Regions from separate parts of the Cyprinus carpio genome. Here region 1 is linked to region 2. The links are chromatin contacts, called in public Hi-C maps. All regions are on one chromosome and are shown on one strand. The core of a region is the stretch at or near the end of the contact, and the rest is flanking DNA. Distances in the headings are between cores, read along the strand shown. Region 1 holds the start of LOC109094925 (filamin-B-like). Region 2 overlaps LOC109095392 (deoxyribonuclease gamma-like).

What was found. Hi-C and Micro-C count contacts between places; a contact is called where the count stands out from the background.
Region 1: a contact with region 2 is called in a Hi-C map of liver, with 3 times the contacts expected there. The contact joins the promoter of LOC109094925 here to the enhancer-like site in region 2. A contact is called at or near these places in 4 of 8 Hi-C or Micro-C datasets (liver and skeletal muscle).

Annotation. Positions count from the first base shown.
Region 1 is chrA11:23,365,352-23,371,816 of ASM1834038v1, reverse strand. It overlaps LOC109094925 (filamin-B-like), which reads left to right and starts at 3,354. Exons shown (of 48, transcript XM_042766876.1): 1 at 3,354-3,768; 2 at 5,616-5,621. The coding sequence starts at 3,468. LOC109098628 (sarcolemmal membrane-associated protein-like) reads left to right here. Exons shown (of 21, transcript XM_042766882.1): 21 at 1-219.
Region 2 is chrA11:23,277,574-23,283,905 of ASM1834038v1, reverse strand. LOC109095392 (deoxyribonuclease gamma-like) reads right to left here. Exons shown (of 8, transcript XM_019109102.2): 6 at 6,172-6,329; 7 at 5,628-5,724; 8 at 4,173-4,648. The coding sequence ends at 4,583. It overlaps LOC109094925 (filamin-B-like), which reads left to right. Exons shown (of 48, transcript XM_042766876.1): 46 at 1,062-1,280; 47 at 1,361-1,564; 48 at 2,359-3,319. The coding sequence ends at 2,546. Among protein-coding and RNA genes, the nearest start is that of LOC109095392, 5.6 kb to the right of the region's middle. Within about 2 kb of position 4,260, at least 1 of the 8 cell types and tissues checked has an H3K27ac peak or open chromatin away from gene starts, as enhancers often do. A contact at or near this core is called in liver, where this site is marked.

The sequences.
Region 1 (6,465 bases), core at 2,105-4,604, 89 kb before region 2:
GTTTTAATTCGTAAATAATGTCTTTGAAGTGATTTTTTTTTTCTTGAACTGAGAGCTCGGAATTACACTTTTGTTTTGAACATCAGAGATAGTTAATTGTCAGAATTCTATTTTGTAAAGAGAATGATATAACAAGAGCTTCTGGAATACAGATAAAGGGTATTTGCACTAACAAGTGTGATGTGCATGACTTCAATAAAACAGCTTCACTTTCCTTGACTAGTTTGATTCTTTTCGGGCAACACCTATATCATGTTTTTTAATATATAAGAATATAAAATGTAAGTTTTCTGTATGGATTTATCATTATTTAGCAAGCAAACATTCACCAATGTAATGTATGTGCGCTGCTTCCGGTGTCATTAGTTTCTAGTTATTACAAAAACACTCCTTTATGCTGCTTGATATTGCAAACTGCAAAACAAGGTGGATATACTGTACAGTACCTCTCATTTCTTGAAACTGTTTTAAACAAACTGTTGGCATAGTGTGTTTTCACCTTAAAATGTTTTTGTAGAAATGAACACAAGATGGCAGCCCTTACAAGATTTTTTTATTTATTTATTTTAACTTATGTTTCTGTTTTATGCATTATTAAGCATCTTACAAAGTATATATTTGTTCTCAGGAAAATATTATAAGCTTTCCCTCCTCAAGCACATCTCCTTGTGTCTGATAAGAGGTGTGGAATGTCTCAAATAGCTTTGCTGAATTGTTCTTTTGTCTGGAAGTCGGGAGAGATCTGTAAACTTGAGATTGCATGTTTCCTGCAGAATCACATTCTCAGTGAAGCCTGATAGAGTGCCAGCTGTCTGCACCCACTACCAGAGCTCATCGACTCCTGTCTGACACGTTCAGGGGCCCGAGGGGGCCTCGCTTTGACATGACTGTGACACATGGGCGTGTAACCCGGCCTGACTCAGGACAGAAGCGATGACGGGAAGCTCCTCGCCCGTCTGATAACACTCGACACACCCGTGCTGAGATCTGTGCAACATTACTGTTGTATCAGCACTGAAGCGCATTAAAATCACACGCGCTCTGTTCTTGTGTTCGGTTTAATACTATTTCCATTGCTCATTTTTAGGAGAATTTGAGCAACTAAGCTATACATAGCCTACAGAACATGCTCGAGCAGCGTCTATAAATAAGTATAATTTAGTCATACTGAAACTACAGATACAATGTTACTGCTGTTATCTTAATTTGCAGTTGTTTCAACATGCGTTTTTGAGTTTGAACAGCATGCTAGTTCAATAAATGATCAGCTTAGTTGAGGGCCAGTAAACTTATATTTTCTTCGTTATCGGGACAATTTATGAAACATTAGTTATGTCTACAAAAAAAATGCAAAGTGCCAGAAGTTACATTGTGTAGCTTTGAAATGTCTTTTAGTTGACGATGATGCAAGGAAAATCAGCAGTAGTTAATATTTATTGATCAAGGAAAAACAGTTAATAATTTTTAGTTAGAAATGAGTTAGCAAGGGTTTACATAACATTGGTTGTTTGTTTTTGCTTGATACATGTATTCATGTTTTGATATTATGGGGTGAGGGGTTAAAGATTAAAGTTATTCTTATGTTATATCATGTAATGATATGATATCAAACATGATATAAATGGAAAGAAATAAAACATATCAGTTTACTTAATGATGCAAAAAGAAAATTAAATGCATGCCTTTTATGATGAATTTGTATTTTCTCATTCATCAGACGGTTAGCTAACTGTGCCAGGAACGTATAGTGGCACAAGATGAAAATCCTTTTAAAAATTCTGAACTACTGATTGGAAAAAGTGTTGCTCAAAAGATCTGTGAATCTCAGAAATAAAGCAGTACAGTAAAAAGTACAGATTGATTGTTAAATATGTGCCCTTCAGACAGAAAATGTGTCTGATTCCATTACACTGAATAAATGCTGATCTCTAACATGATTCAGAAGCACCTGGAAATGTGATGCCAGCACTATCAAAGATCTCATGCAGTCTGCTTTACCTACAATACATCATCCAACAGATGAGTCGGGCCGCGCCTGAGGGCCCTGGTTTGGAGCAGCGTGTGGGTTTGAGTCCAGACAGACAGACAGAGGCTGTAATCTGTGCCTCAGACACATTACTCAGCTCAGTTATGAAAATCCTATCGCTTCAGTCAATGCAGCCTTCCTCATCCGACTGATTCATCATCACCGTCACTGAGGTTAAAAACTAACAAAGAGCCGAGACAAATCATTACAGGACAAACATTGCATGCAGCGAACTCGACTCATATTTACTTAATAACATTTCAAAATCTATTTTGGTCTGTATTTAAAGGAATAGTTCACCCAAAAACAACAATTTTCTGAAAATGTACTGACCCTTAGGTCATATCATATACTGTAGATGAGTTTGTTTCTTCATCAGATTTATAGAGAAACTGTGTTGCATCACCAATGGATCCTCTGCAGTGAATGGGTGCCGTCAGAATGAGAGTCCAAACATGAGTCCATAATCCATAATAATGCTTGCTCTAGTGAAAAAGTCCATCTCCTGTTGTCTCTCACATCAAAATCCTGAACTGTTTTTATTTGTAAAGTGTTTGATTTGTAGCAGATTTCTCACCTGATTTAGGAGAACATTCTCATATATATATTTATAAAAAAAAATAATATTTATTAATATATAAAGTTAGTCATTTTAGTGGTTAAACTTAAACTTATTTCAGTTATTTGCCAAGGTAACATTTCTAATTTTCATTTGGTTCACTTTTTTTTCTCCATATAATATTTATATTTTATTTTATCTCAGCTATATTTTAATCAACAAAAATAGTTTTACATCATGTTAACATAATAATTGTGGCCTTGGATGCTTTTGTCTATTTATTTCCTTATTATTTTTTGTTATTTGTCTAGATTACAATTAGAAATGAGTTTATGCTTCAATCTTCTTCGTTATTATTTATTTTTAAAGACACATTACAAAAAAAAAAAAAAAAAAAATTAGGAAAAATCTAACAGAGCAAGATAATAGTAATAGTATGCTTATGCTTTAATATAATTTAAACAAAACAAAAGTGTATCCAGATTTTTTTATAGTTTTCTTTTAATTGTGTTATTTTTATTATGTTTTACAGAACACAAGCAACATTGCAGATAAGTGTACAAGAGGTAGTATGAATGTACTTATATTTACTATTTGACTTTTATTTATTTAACTTATATTTATATATATATATAATTATCCTCTTGCCACACACTTTCTTTTGAAAGAGCTACTAGGAGAGAGAAGGGCCGTGACATGTTGTAGAAATGCAGGTTGGGTTTGATGCTGCGCAGGTGGCGTCACCCGCGCGCCGTATATAACAGTGCGCGCAGGCGCGTCCGCGAGACAGAAACAGTTCGGAATACAGGAGCGCACGAACGCGCAGACACACGAAACACATCCTGAGTTATTAACCAGACAACATACGAGTATTAAATCATCATGCCGGCCACAGAGAAGGACCTGGCGGACGACGCGCCGTGGAAGAAGATCCAGCAGAACACTTTTACGCGCTGGTGTAACGAGCACCTGAAGAGCGTCAACAAACGCGTCGCGGACCTGCAGCTGGACCTGAGCGATGGACTGCGACTCATCTCTCTGCTCGAGGTGCTCAGCCAGAAGAAGATGTACAGAAAATATCACGCCAGACCCACCTTCAGACAGATGAAGCTGGTGAAGGTGTCGTTTGCGTTGGGGTTTATTTTCTGGGAGGGGATATTATGATGGTGTTGTTCGTTGGTTTGTTTGGTTTCTTCTGCTTACTAGTCCGGACCAAAGTGTCTGTGGTGTACCCTTGTAACATGACTGTGGTGTCCTGGAGCTAATTCGTAGTAATGCACCATGATATTTAGGGTGAACTCCGGTAAATTGGGACACTTTTGTCATTGAGGTGACTGGGAAAGTGGCTCAATCACCCTGAATTAACCCTGTGTGGTACAGCAAGGAACTTCATTTTGAGCCAGATCAAATACCATGATATTTTACATTTTTAGTGTCTGCAATTGTTTGCTTTTTTGGTTTAAATAAACAACCATTGCGCACTGATGGTATCATATATAGTATGCATACATTTCTAGGGTTTTGTAAGCGTTCGGTGACTTTACCACGGTTCATGTGAAAAAAAAAAAAGTATTTTTGTTGTTATATCTCTTTTCTGTCTTGGTATCAGATAAAGCTCGGTATTGCTAAAGCATTCTAAAAATCATGTACCATGGTATTTTTATGGCTCTAGATGGTTTTATAAGGAATGCATGGATTTTACTAGGATATATGTCAAAAAACACTATGATTGTGGTGCCATATCCCAAAAAACATGTTAATGTCACAGTAGTTTTGTATTTTTTTTCCCCTGTCTGTTTATTGATGAAGTACTGTGGTGTACCATGGTACGCCAAGATGCTCTATAGACATGTAACATAGAAATACCCCTCAAAAATCATGGTAATACTATAGTTTTTGGTACTTTTTTATATTAAATATATAGTGACACCTAGAGAGATGCAGTATATAAAGGGTTTGTTATTATTTATTATTTATTATTTAATATATAATATATATATATATAATATATTATATATATATATATATATATATATATATATATATATTATATATTACAAATACATAATAATAAATTTAATAATAATTATAAATCAAACATAAATAAAACATTATATATTCATATTTATAAATATTATTTATTTAATTTATTATGTATTTATAAATTGTATAAGTATTTAATAAATTACATAAATGTAAAATAAATGTAAAATATTATTAAATCTAATATAAATGTATTTATTTAGTATATGTAAGTACATAATAAGCAAACTTTTGTTCTATCTCCTCCCAGCCTTCTCTTACTCAACATCTTTGGTTTGCAGAGTTGCATCATAAACCAAAAGTATTTTTGATCATGTCAAAGAGCTGCTGACATGATTCATTCTCAGCAGATAAGAGATAACATCCACCCAGTGTCTATTGATTCTTACTAGATTATCCGTCTCATCTCTGCAGGATTTCCTTATTTGGTCTGGCTTTAGAAAGTTGCACCATTAATAACATTCTTGTGTTCGTTAAGATTAAGAAATCCGGAGAATTTCAGCATTCCAGAGGCTTAAATATTAAGATGTAGTTTCATAATGGTTGTGTTTGGTGCCAAACACCTTTAGCTGGCCTGTGACATTCTTGAAGCCGATCCAAATGCATCAGGCTGCATTTCTTGTGGCTTTTATGTGATTTCTCACGCCGTCGCTGTTGTTTTATGTGCCAGTGCTTGTGTAGATCCTGAAAATAGATTATGCACATACGTTCAATACCAGAACAGGTGCTTACTGTCACCTGTACAGTCGGGGTCACAGGACGTTTCTTCCATATTTGGCAGTCAGTTGCTCGAAGCAAAATACATGCAAACATTGCCATGGCGACGCCCAACCTAATTTCCTTGTGGTTCTTGCCTGGTTACGTATGTTTGTGAGCAAATAAACTTCATTCATTCACATTTGTGATGAAACTTGAGGTGTGAGGGCCTGAGGACACGTCAGGATGGACTTGTACATGTTTCTGTGTGTCTCAGAATCAGAGCATGAGCTCTGGGTTATTCATCATTCTTTGCACAGAGAGTTTCCCAAGCTTGATGTGTCTTTGGAGAGCCGTGACATGTCAATGCAGTGACCTAATAACTAGTCACCCATGCACTGCATCAGAGTTTTCCATTCGTCTTAGGCAGTGGGAGTAACCTGTATTAAGATTTAAATACGCATAAGTTAGAGAGGGTTGGATGGAGGACAAACTTTGTCAGTACGAAGGTGCACAAGGATTTTTTTTCAAAAAGAAGGTTTTTTTTTGTTGTTTGTTTATGCAACAATTTTTTTTTCTGAACTTTTTTATTTTTTTTGCCAGAAGCATATTTTTATGGCCTGTTTTTGCTGCTGTACCTTTAAGAAGTGCCCCCTTTGCACGGATTGTATAGAGCAGCTGTAAATTTGTTGTCTCAAATGTAATTTTTAATTTTTCCTTTTTTTGTCATTTTTTTAAATTTTAATGTTCATCTTTTTATTGCATTTTTTTTTTTACATTTTGTTCACTTTAATATTATATATTATATTATATTATATTATATTATATTATATTATATTATATTATATTATATTATATTATATTATATTATATTATATTATATTTATCATTTATTTATCCTCCTGCTTTTTTAATAATGCATTTTTATTTTTATTTTATTTTTTACCTATTTATTCATATTCAGTGTTAGAAATATATATTATTTCTAATGTTGTGATCCTTTAGGAAATTAATTATTATTTATTTTTATTCTTATTATTTCTGTGCCAGAAACATATTTTAATGGCCTGTTTTTTGCATAAACATTAGCTGCAAATTTGTTGTTGTACCAAATTTATTTACTTTCTTTTTCAATTTCTTT
Region 2 (6,332 bases), core at 3,011-5,510:
GACTTGGAGGCAAGAATAAATGAGGTTTTATGATGGAAAGTGTCTGATAGTGTCAGTGTAAACAGAACAGACGACTGATCGCTGTTTATCGTTTACAGACTGTGTTCACAATAAAATACACACACATTAATCCATTTTGCATGATACTGTATATATTATTTCCCATTTCTACATTAGAAGCAAAATACTGTAGACTGTCACATGACCTCATTATGTTGCATGTATAATTCATTATATCATATTAATATTATTCAAATTAACTAAATAAATCAGTTTATATACATTTAAATGCAATTAAATTATATAAATTAAAAGCATCTTTATATTTATAAATCTGACCTCATATTTAATTCATATATTATATTATTAAATAACCAAATAAATTAATATTTAAGTATCATTAAATAATATAAATTAATACATTTATATTTATAAATTTGATCTCATGTTATATTAAATTATTAATAACTATAAATAACTATATATTTATATATCATTTAATAATCTAAATTAATAATACATTAATTTTAATAAATTTGACCATTTATTATGTTATATTATAATTAAAATACTGTTTATATATAATTTAATAATATCAATTAATAATGCATTTATATTTATAAATTTAATCACATGGTTTCTTGTTTAACTCAGCAAATGCCTTCAGTTATAATTTTTGCATTTAAATCCAGTTTTGTCTTAAAATGTCAACTTAATACAAAATCGAACTTTCAGTCATTTATTTATTTATTTTTTGCTGGAAAATAAATTTCTGTTTTTATGGTATCACTTTGGATGTATGTTTTTCACTATGCAATTTGGCAAATGCAGTAGTTTTAGTTTGCATGCATAAAGCCTACTGCACACACTACATACTAAGTAGAAAAGGATGGTAGTAGTATTATGTTATTCTAAAGAGTGTTATTTTCTCGAGGATGTGAAAACTGTTGTGTGTGAGGGGAAAGGGGGTGAGAATATTGTAGTTGTCATAAAACATGCAAAATACACCATCCTACATTCTCACACTCACGTCATGCTGACTCTCACGTCTCGTCTGACAGGTAACCAGGCAGAGTTTATCATCAATAACACCAAAGCGGGGCCGGGATCTCTGGGCGTCACCATCGAGGGCCCGTCCAAGGTCAAGATGGAGTGTCAGGAGTGTCCCGAAGGCTTTAAAGTGCACTACACACCAATGGCCCCTGGAAACTACGTCATCACTATCAAATATGGCGGCCCCAACCACATCACCGGAAGCCCATTTAAGGCCAAAGTCACAGGTGAGCAGAAGCGGACTGATCTGAACTGAAGTGATGTTGTTGGGTGATGATGGACTGAGATGGGCTTGTCTGGTGTTCAGGGCCGCGGCTGGTGAACGTGACGAACGCCAGTGAGATGTCCACTCTGATGGTGGATCCGGTGAGCCGGGCGAGCAGCGTCAACTCCTACAGCGCCTCTCCCAGAGCCGCGTCTGACGCCAGTAAGGTTCTCAGTCGAGGTCCGGGGCTCAGCAAGGCCTTCGTGGGCCAGAAAGCGTCTTTCTCTGTGGACTGCAGTAAAGCAGGTGAGATCTCGGGTTATTCAGAACAACCTGAGCATGAGCGAGATGAACTCAAAAAGTTAATTAAATGATGAAAGTTTATCACTAGAAACAAATGCATATGCATTCAACAAAAAGCTGATGAGGTTCATTAATTATATATTACATCCTCTAAAATAAATACCCTACAGAGGATACATAGTTTGGAAAATGGATAAATGAGGAGTCATTTTAGTAAATTTCACTATATAATACATTATTAATAATAATAAGAAGAAGAATACAATGTTTTTTAATTTTTTTTATTTTATATACATTTATATAAAACATTTATTTCAGTGATTGATGAGATGAGGGACAAACCATGTTTTAAAACAGGTTTTTCTGAAAATGTTTTTTTTTCTAAAAATGTACATTTATTCACTTCATAACTTAATTTGTGTCAACTCAATTAAAAAGCATGATATTTTAATTTGATCCACCCAGTAACAGAGTGAAGTCTTCATGTAATGATGGTGTTCAGTAATGGAGCTGAAGTGATTATATACATTTTATATAAATATAAATAAATAAATAAATAAATAAATAAATAAATAAATATATAAATATATAAAGCCTATGTTCTTTGAGAACGTAGGTATATTATCATGTAGTTCCATTCATGTTAAAACCCCAATTAACAAATGATATATGATCATATAAATGATTTGTTGGTTGATTGATTAACACTCTATCATGGCAGTATTGGCAGAACTGCATCTTATACAGGGCATAATTGTGTTTCACCATTTGTTGTCTGCTGTATCCTTGTATTTCAGGGAAGAACATGCTCCTGGTCGGCGTTCACGGTCCTCTGACTCCCTGCGAGGAGATCCTGGTCAAACACATGGGAAACATGCAGTACAATGTCAGCTACGTCTTAAAGGAGAGGGGCAACTACATTCTGGCTGTCAAATGGGGAGATGAACACATCCCAGGCTCCCCGTTCCAAGTCACCGTCCCATAATTCCCTGCGGTTAATCAGAAACACTGCTGACGGAGAGAAAGACACTGTACAAAAACAACTAGAAGAGCTTCTTCATTCTGTTGAACTTTGCACTTGATCAGGTTTTTGACTGGAATGTGACGTTAATGGCATGTTGTTATGATGCATGAATTGTACATTACTTCTATTTCTCAATTTAGTTCAGCATTGCAAGTCTAAAGATGAGTGTTGAAAAGTTAAAAGACGGTGTATGAACAAACCGATCAGGGTTTCACGCCCAAACGTCTCTTTACTACTGATATTGACTCTAATCGCTCGTCTCTTTCTAACAAAACTGACACTTTTAATGCACATATTATAACCTATCCATGTCTGTTTGATTCTCAGTGCATAAACGGAACTGTGATGTTCACTCGCTCATAAATCAAAGCATCATGCATCACTTCAAATCAAGCGAAGTGCATTCATTGAGTGTATTCATCTCAACGGGTTTCATTGAACAGTTTACATAAAGCCCTAAAGACCAAAAGATCTGATTTTCTGGCTTTATGAAGACGCTAATACACAAAAGTCACAGTAATAGATTTATGCAGGTCTTTCACGTTCTCTGTCTTAATTCTGCTAGTTTTGATACTCCAGTGGTGAAGTATTTTGTAAGTGTTTTAAGGGCAAGAGGGGACATTAACTGTATTTTGTGTTTAGCCGTTGGTGCCTTATTGTGAAACACGTGAATAGATTCGATGTACATTTTGCTTATTAAAACTGACTGGAATAAAGAATTCAAGATTAAAGAATCTACAGCCTCATTATTTATTGAGAGTGAAACTTTCAGAATTTTCTTTTACAACATTCTCTGAGGGGGAGTGTAAAGGATCAAATGTCTTTTTGAGTGAACTGTTCCTTTAACTGGGGAACTCTGTTCTGTTTAGAATTCCAATAACAGAAGGTGCATTGGCCACCTTGATTGAGAAATGTTCCATTGTTACCGTAGAAACGACCCTGGATAACATATAAACATGCATGTTTGTAGTTCCAAAGGTCTTGCTCAATATTCATGATTTCCTTTGCTTTGTATAGGCGGGATGAAGTCAATGTGAGTTAGTTAGCTTGTCATTTAGGATTATTAACTTCCATTGTCACTCACTGGCTGATCATGTTCAGAATAATGTTCTGCTGCCTCCTTCAGGAAAAATCTGAGGATTACAACACCCGCTTAAAGGGTTAGTTCAGACAAAACGATTTATATATATATCCTGAAGGAGGCCTACACGTGGCTGGCCTGGAAGATGAAGTATTTATTTATTAAATATTAATTTCTTTCATAAAAATAAATCTTACTGACCCCAAACTTTTGAATGGTAGTTTATATAAAAACAAATATTATCAGTAGGATTATTATAAAAATGGTTGCATGTTATGTCAAGCACTCAACTGGCTTTGTTTCTTCAGGTGACTATGAGATTGACTGTAAAACACCAGCCTATGGGAGATCTGGGATCGTAAGAAACACTTTCTATGCCAGGAATGGCTTTTTTAATATTCCCACAGTGACTGATCAACTCAGATGAAACACCAGTGAATGTTTTCTCACCCCATTGAACTTGAACAGACGGATTCACCTTAAATCTAATACTCTGTGTCTTTTACTCGAGTAAATCTTTTATTAAAATGAAATAAATCAGATAAGCATACATGCAAATGTCAATATGAAGCACTTATACAGGTGTTGTGGTGCACAGAGTTAATTAATGGAGAAATGGAGACGGGTTACAGTGGAAACATACTTGCAAACTAACTCTAGTGTCTCACAGCAACCAGTAAACCAACACTACAGACCGCTGGTTCATAATTAACAAGCACTGGAAGCTTGTCATTATCATTCAATCAAACATTTCTGTTCTTCTCTACAAAAACACAGTCAACAAATAAAGCACTGAACACTCGATTTCTACATCAAAGATAGTTAGAATTCGTTCATTTTCCTATAAGCTGTTTCTCATTCTCATCTGTAGGACTAATGAAGCAGGCGAGCAGTAAAGTGTAAATGGAGAAGGTTGTTATCCTTTCCTCTGTGCTTGATTTACTGTGATGCAGAGCGGGAAATGATCACTCACTGCCAGAGCCTGTAGAACAGACACACAGCTGTTAGTGTCTCCTTTACTGACCCGGGCAAGTTGTCACAGCTTACTCATAATGAATATTTTATCAAGTTTATGACATATAATGACATATTATACAACATATCTGCACTTAACAACTTTGAGCGATTTATGAAAAGGCTAAATATTAAATATTTCTGGCCAATAGAGATTACGCACAACTACTGCAGAAAAAAGCGTAACTGAGATATAACCTATATATATATATATAACCTATAAAGTTTTAGCTTTTAGTTTTGGATCTGTTTTAGTTATTTTAATACTACAGTTGATTGCTTCTGCTGTCCTCATTTGTAAGTCACTTTGGATAAAAGCGTCTGCTAAATGAGTTAATATTAATAAGTACCCTGTCTCCCTTAATCTTGTCATTTGTCAATTTTGTTTAAACTTTTTTCTTCAGAGCTCAGAGATTTCTTTTTTTGTTACTTTTGACATAAACACACAATCGTTCAAAAGTTTGGGGTCAGTAAAATGATTAAGGAAATTAGTTTATATTTTTATTCAGCAAGGATGATTTAAATTGATCAAAGCTGGCTTTAAAGACATTTGTAATGTTACAAATGATTTCTATTTAAACTAAATGCCAGATGTTTCCACAAATATATTAATCAGCACAACTGTTTTCAACATTGATAATAATCAGAAATGTTCCTTGAGCATCAAATCAGTATATTAGAATGATTTCTGAAGATCATGTGACACTGAAGACTGCAGTAATGATGATGAAAATTCAGATTTGATCACAGAAATAAATTACATTTTAAAATATATTCAAATAGAAAACAGCTCTTTTAAATTGAAAAAATATTTTACAATTTTACTGTATTTTTGATTATATAAATGCAGCCTTGGTGAGCAGAAGAGACTTGTTTTAAATACATTACAAAAATCTTACAGAACCCAAACAGCAGAACAGATTAGAATCTCATTAGAATATATTTACCTCCTGCTCAGTGAGGCCAAATTCCTCTTTAAAGTTGAACACCTCCACAGATTCAGGATTCACAGCCTCAATCATCTTCTCTCCACGGAGGACGACCCTGCAGCACAAGAAAATGGGAATGTGTTGGTCATCACATGACGTTATCTGAGACGTTAGGGGATGTTTGTCCTTCATAACATCAGATGAAAGTCATACACTTTCACTTTAGACCCTCAAGAAGTGTGCCAAATACATCAGCAAATCATAATACACTAGTAAAACTCGATTAACTCGTCACAACTTCCAGCACACTTCTTACTAAGGCTATAAACTCCAAGGTCATGGGTTCGATTCCCAGCAATAGCATGAACTGGGAAAATGTGAATGCAATACAAGTCTGTTTGGATAAAAGTGCATGCTAAATGCATAAATGTTAATGTAACCTGACCCTAAAATCTGACTGGCTAATAGAATGTTGTTCCAAAACCAACAAGGTTGTCAGTTCGTGAAATTATCATAGTCGCCAAGTCAGATGTATAGAACAAATGCAGTGTTATCTGTCTACCTGTCATAAGCACATGTGGTCGATGTCTTCACCGACGTGTCCAGCTTGTCACCTGTCAGCCACACAAACTCAGTTTCAGAGTGCAGGCGGATGTTCACCCACTGTCTCTTTGGAATGTAACCGCAGGCGGCGTTGAAATCCCCCATGATGATGAAGTTCTG